Regions from separate parts of the Mus musculus genome. Here region 1 is linked to region 2. Evidence: chromatin contacts called from public HiChIP or PLAC-seq data. All regions are on one chromosome and are shown on one strand. The core of a region is the stretch at or near the end of the contact, and the rest is flanking DNA. Distances in the headings are between cores, read along the strand shown.

Evidence for each region. HiChIP or PLAC-seq counts read pairs in DNA pulled down with a chosen protein or histone mark.
Region 1: an H3K4me3 HiChIP or PLAC-seq map of the 230-238 cell line shows a contact between it and region 2, with 35 read pairs. The contact joins the promoter of B230307C23Rik here to the enhancer-like site in region 2. A contact is called at or near these places in 1 of 15 datasets of contacts at CTCF or cohesin (pro-B cells), 7 of 484 Hi-C or Micro-C datasets (the 63-12 cell line, the HPC-7 cell line, embryonic stem cells and 1 more), 4 of 115 datasets of contacts at active chromatin or transcription factors (the 230-238 cell line, the SCID.adh cell line and embryonic stem cells) and 3 of 9 other capture datasets (adipose tissue, liver and pancreatic islet).

What each region holds. Positions count from the first base shown.
Region 1 is chr16:97,995,671-97,998,718 of GRCm38.p6, reverse strand. It overlaps B230307C23Rik (RIKEN cDNA B230307C23 gene), which reads right to left and starts at 1,383. Exons shown (of 4, transcript NM_001362093.2): 1 at 1,283-1,383. The coding sequence starts at 1,285. C030010L15Rik (a long non-coding RNA gene) reads left to right here. Exons shown (of 5, transcript XR_001781957.2): 3 at 932-1,022; 4 at 1,268-1,793.
Region 2 is chr16:97,947,470-97,950,456 of GRCm38.p6, reverse strand. It overlaps Zbtb21 (zinc finger and BTB domain containing 21), which reads left to right. Exons shown (of 3, transcript NM_175428.4): 3 at 1-2,987. The coding sequence ends at 576. Among named protein-coding and RNA genes, the nearest start is that of Gm41514, 8.8 kb to the right of the region's middle. Within about 2 kb of position 1,471, at least 30 of the 459 cell types and tissues checked have an H3K27ac peak or open chromatin away from gene starts, as enhancers often do. A contact at or near this core is called in the 230-238 cell line, the HPC-7 cell line and pro-B cells, where this site is marked.

The DNA.
Region 1 (3,048 bases), core at 134-2,633, 48 kb before region 2:
CACGATTGACATGAGGGAAAGGAAGGAGATGGGAGACATCTATGAAGTCAGGAGAAAGATGAAGAAACTATGAAGTCAGCAGAAGCATCATACAATGGGACACACTCAGGAGAAGTCTAATCAAATAGTTGCTGCACAAGGGGAAACTCAGTGTATCTGAAAAAATTTCTGACCAAGTCTCTCATGGCCTTGGGACTGATAACCACAACCCCGTACGGTGGGAAGAGTTGTGCTCTCAGAATCTGAAGCAACCCCTCCCAAAGGCCCTGGCCCCAGACTATTACCAGCTCTCCCAAGCATATTCCAGGTCTTAGAGAAGAAGCTCTGTTTTATCTCTATACCCAGAGCCTCAGGGAAAGCTCCCAAGGCCTAGGCCCCAAGCTGTGACTGGCTCTGCCAAGCATGTTCCTGGGTTTCATGAGGAGCTATGTCATTCTCCATATATGGAAACCTCAGGGAAAGTGTAACTTAGCACTCAATACAACAGTGTTTTGTTTTGTTTTCTTTTTTACCTTCTCACATGGTTGTCACTAGGCATCATCTCACCCATGTGGCAGAACTATGCTTTTCTCAAGAAGAAAACTGAACCTTTATGCCACACCAGGCCTTACTGTAGATTGTGATCCTGTAAGGCCCCATAGACCAGCCTGTTAGAGGCCTGCTCTTTGATATGAAGATGAACCTAGTGGATGGTAGTAAATCAAGTTTGTTTCCTTTGTTATGGTTTGGTGCCCAATTTCTGGACAATCCGGGTGAATTAACTTGTGTATCCTAGCAACCTAATCTCTAACAGCCCTAGTTAGCACATTACCTATCTGTGGGATGTTTTACATGCAGTCCACCCTCAGATAAATTCTACTTGGAGTGCCTTACTATCTCCTAAGCTTTAGTAAATCCTTTAGATCATTAATCCTGCACTTTTACATCACAGCTTGATATTGGATTGCTACCCAGCACATGAGATGTCTTTTACAACCTCCACAAAATTAACTCCAATGGATTGTCCACCTTAATGGCAAATGGTAAGAACAGAACTTGCAGAAACTAGTACTCTCTGAGTTTGGGATCATGCCAAAGATCTTTCTACACACAGGCCAAATGCTCTGCACAGATGCAGCCCCCACAGTGAAGTTATTCAGAGGCTACAGCTGGGTCCCCCAAGTGGCTAGGACCTCACACGTGGCCGCCGATTCCCATTCAGTCCTGTGAAAGCCCCACCACACCAGCTCGCGCTGCTGAGACCCCTGCTTCTCCCCATTGTTGGCAGTGACCCTGTGCTTACCATGTCGCAACTTCGGAGCTTGCCTGTGCACAATCCACAGCATCCAACCGCAGGAAACGGAGCACGGCACACAGAACCATTCAAGCACTCAACCAGGAAGCGAAACCGACACCACCGCACCCGGAAAACCCGCCTTCTCTTCTGACACGCAGGTCTGCCTGGAGGCTCTGATTGGCCAGTAAGTCTTGAGTGAGTCGAGCACCTCCCTTAGAGTTAGAGTGTGCTGAAGCCACACAGTGTAGAAGTTCTCAGACCAAGCTTCAAATCCAGGGACGACCTTTTCCAGATCTACAGGGATTTTCATTTCTGTAATACTTGTGCCGGTCCTCCAATAGCCTACCCTTCTGTCTCCCCGCACAGCCCCAGGGAGGAACCACCACTGCACCTATCACTGCTCAGCCGCTTGCTCCTCCCCTATGTGAACAGTTGACCCCGTGCTCAGCAAGTCCTTGACTTTTCAGCCTGAGCTTTCCTCACTCAGTAGACTGTTTGCCTTCCTCCTGGAATCAAGGTAGTTAGCTTGCATAGCTCAACTTGCAGTGGAGTTATCAATCTGTCCTACAAGCGGAAGGGTGCCCAGGATATTAACGATTAAAAAGAGATTTGGGGAAACAATAGTTTTGTTGCGGTTGGGATTCAGACCCGGGACCAGCTTCTGATCTGCATATATTTAACACACCAAAGCTGGCTGGGTGGAGCCATCCAGCAGCCGCGGGAGAACTGAGTTTACCTGAAAGGGGTGCTGGAAATGAAAAGATGGGGGTGGGGGGTACGCGAGAGAAGAATGAAGTCAAGACAAAGATTCTGATCAAGACTCAAAGTTTAATAATAGGCTTTACGTTTATAAAGGGAAAAACCACAAAACCCATCCCCTTCTTTAGCTGGAATATGTTGTAGAACAAGGTCAGCACAGGCAGCCAAAACAGCTAAGTTCCCATGGGAACCTGCAACTGCAGCCAAGACACATGTCTCTATCCAGCTTGATAAGGCCTGTCAAGATGAATGTTCAAGGTCTGCTTAGCCTGCTCAAGGCTGGGAAGGTTACAGCTGAACCTCCAGGTTCTCCCAGCTCTCCTCAGTCTCCACCTGTTACATAGCAAAGTTGGCAGACCCCACCTTGTACCCTGAGCTTTCCTGTCTCCAGAAGATCTTCCTATATAATCCTGACAGTTTGTACTCTTTGTCTCTCTGTTTCATTCTCTCTCTCTCTCTCTCTCTCTCTCTCTCTCTCTGCCTCCTCCTTCCTCCTTCTCCTGCCCTTCCCCCTCCTCCCTCCACTTCCCTCTCCATCTCCCTCCCCCCTGCATGCCTTGCTAGCTCCTTCTCCCCACCTCTGCTCCTTATACTCCCATCCCATAACTTCTCTGACCTCCTTGGGACTAGTGAACTCTCTGGTTCCTTGGGATCACTGAATCCACTAGAGAGCTACCCCCAAATAAACCCCCAAATACTCTAATTTCACTTGGGTTGAGTCCTTCATGCTGGGCTTAGGTAAACTGCAGCTACTTTTCAGCTGGTAAGTATGTGAACCCTGGAAGGCAAACAGGAACCAGATAACAAACCCAGTGGAGCACTATGGTTAGCCAACACATCTTCCTCACTGGGAAGCTAAACATTCATACACAGAGGCTTCTGCAAGGCCTCCCCACCCCAGCTTTTGTAACTTTCTGCCTTCTACTTTTCATGTCTTTTTCATCCTCTGGGACTTTGTACTTAGGAACCTGTCACTGATGTTGTTTCAGGACACTGGTGTACTTAAGAAGTAA
Region 2 (2,987 bases), core at 222-2,721:
GTCCAAGTCAAAGAGGAGCCTGTGGAGGAGGCAGAGGAGGAGGCTCCTGAGGCTAGTGCAGCTCCCAGGGAGGCTGGCCCCAGCAAGGAGACCGGCCTATGGCCCTGTGAGAAATGCGGAAAGATGTTCACGGCACACAAGCAGCTGGAGCGGCACCAGGAGCTGCTGTGTTCTGTGAAGCCCTTCATCTGCCACGTATGCTACAAAGCCTTCCGTACCAACTTCCGACTCTGGAGTCACTTCCAGACCCACATGTCTCAGGCTACAGAGGAGCCTGTGCAGAAAGAATCAGAGGTGTGTCCTGTGCCCACAAACTCCCCCTCCCCACCACCTCTGCCACCTCCGCCACCCTTGCCCAAGATTCAGCCCCTGGAGCCAGACAGCCCCACAGGCCTGCCTGAGAACCCAACCCCAGCTACAGAGAAGCTGTTTGCACCCCAGGAGTCAGATACCCTCTTCTACCACGCCCCACCCCTTTCAGCAATCACATTTAAAAGACAGTTCATGTGCAAGCTCTGCCATAGGACATTCAAGACGGCCTTCAGTCTTTGGAGTCATGAGCAGACACACAATTAAAGGACCTACCCCTTTCACCTATCACAAAGTAGCAGGCCCTTGGCTTGTAAACTGTGTCCTAAGACAGAATATTTGAAAAAATAATAATAATAAAGGTTGGAAATTATTATGTTTGAATTTTAAGTTTGGGATGAATTAATACTGGCTAGAAATGACCTCACAGCTTTCTGGACCTCAGCAGCAGGGGTTTGATTCTATTACTATTGAAGTTGGACTAATGTTGGTGATTGAGGTTTTTGGTTTCTGAGTAGTGGGATGCTTGGGAAGTGGGTTTTTTGTTTGTTTGGTTGGTTGGTTTTGGTTTTTTTTTGTTGTTGGTTTTGTTTTGTTTTTGATTATTGCAGACACCTAAATTTGAGGTAACCTTTAGCCATGTTTCTAAGGCCAAAAAAACATACAAGGAAGAAGGGGAGTCATTTGCAGTATTGAGTCAGATTTTAGACTACTTTAGCAATAAGAAAAGGCAAGCCCCAACTTTAGTAAAGTATCCTAACACTTGATAAGAAAAAAACTTGGTATTTTGTGGTCCTATAAAACTTCCTTTTTGTATGAAAATTGTGAGACTTTAAATCAGCAATAGTCACACTTAGATTTTTTTTAATAAAAGAACAATCTGTCAATTACATCATACAATCAGTGATGGTCTGTTCTAAGGGAGGCAGAGCAATAGAAGCGTGTTTGTGGGGTCCTCTACAGTCAGCTGCAACAGCTTAGTTGTGAAAGCCGCTAAAGTCTGTGGTGTGTTCATAGCATGGCTTTCAACTGGGGCTTTAGAACTGACAATGTCTGCTCTCTGTCAGCTTGAAACTCGGGTGTCATTGAGATAAGCAGTGCTAGCATGAGGTTAGCAGAGCATAGCCTTACCACATCCTAGACCACCATTCTCTCTCTAGAGGCTTCAGAGATTGGAGGAAATGCCGTGTTGCAGTTTCCATGTGCTTTCCAAGAACTGTACACACAACATAGACATTTCCTGCCTGTCTTTTGTGAGTACTTCTGTGGGGTTATTGGAGTGGACAGCAGTGGAAATGTCACTACATGATATGCAAGCGTGGATTAAAGCACTAGCAAGAGGCCAAAATTAGTTTTTGCTACTTGATTTGGTACCTTAGGGTTTGGGCTCCTCTGGTTTTTTCTTGTTTTTTTGTTTGTTTGTTTGTTTGTTTTTTTGTTTTTTTTTTTTTTTTTTTTTGCTTTTTGTTTTGTTCCTTGCAGGTTATAATTAAATCTCTCCATAGGCAGAATCCAAAGTTCAGTGAAATATTTCAAAAGACAAAGGGAAGATCACTCCTGGAAAGGAAATTAGGGGGATGCAAATTCCCTATTCACTTTTGCTACAAGCTGTTTCTTCACATTTTCAAGGTGTGATCTAACAGAGACACTGGCCCATCTGCTCACCAGCATTCTACACCCATGGTAGCAAAGGCAATCTTGATATTGAAACTTTTTTTTTAATAAATTACTAATTGACTTTGTATATTATAGAAGCTATATGTGGAATTTTGCCTTTTATCTTTTCACTTGAAAAAGCAATCAGAAATCCCTAAATATGTCTGCATTTCCTATTTTGTTTCTTAAATTTTGCAAAGAAGGGAAATAAAATTAGGTTGCAGTTATTAATTCTTGCCATCTGCTTTCTTAAACTATGCATTTTAGAGATGAAACTAAAAGTGTCCACCATGTGATGAATGAAGCTAGTGCCAGGCTAGGTAGCTGTCCACTGAACTTCTTCCCTGTGGTGAGTGAATGGTCTCTCCTCAGAGTGTTACTTCTTTTAAGACCATCTCTCTGCATGGTCATCTCCTGTGTAGTTACAGAGTGATAACCTCCAGACCTGGCATTGCCAGCTCCTGCCCCAACACTTGAACCTGTGCTACGTTTTTGAAGATTTATAAAGTAACATTGTTGCAAAAAAAAAAAATGTATTTTTGATCTAAATACAGGTTCTGCATATCTGTTAGGTTTTACAAATTACCAGTGTTTGTCACCTTTTTTTGTCTAGGAAGAAAACATAAGATTTCAAATAAATTTTTGAACCAAAAACATTTATAATGCAGTTGTGGTTTTTCTATTGCTTTTTATACTGTATCTTGAAAGACATCGGGCTGCAAGAATTTATTTTGATGTCAAACTCTATCCTTCCATTCATGTAACTATTTCAAATGCTAAGAAACTAATAAAAAACAGTAATCACTTTTTGCAGTAAACAGTTTTTTAGAGAATGTTTATCTCAGCTAGCAGGCAGATGTTTAGTGAAATAAATAGGTCTTTCACCACTGTAAATCTTTAGATAGTAGAGATATTCTTGTAAATGTTTTTCTAATTGTACTAATTTTTACAAGTATAGAAAGCTCATTGTTTTTTGTAATTATTTAAGATGCCTGCTTTTTTATGCAGTTGTGGAAAGAATG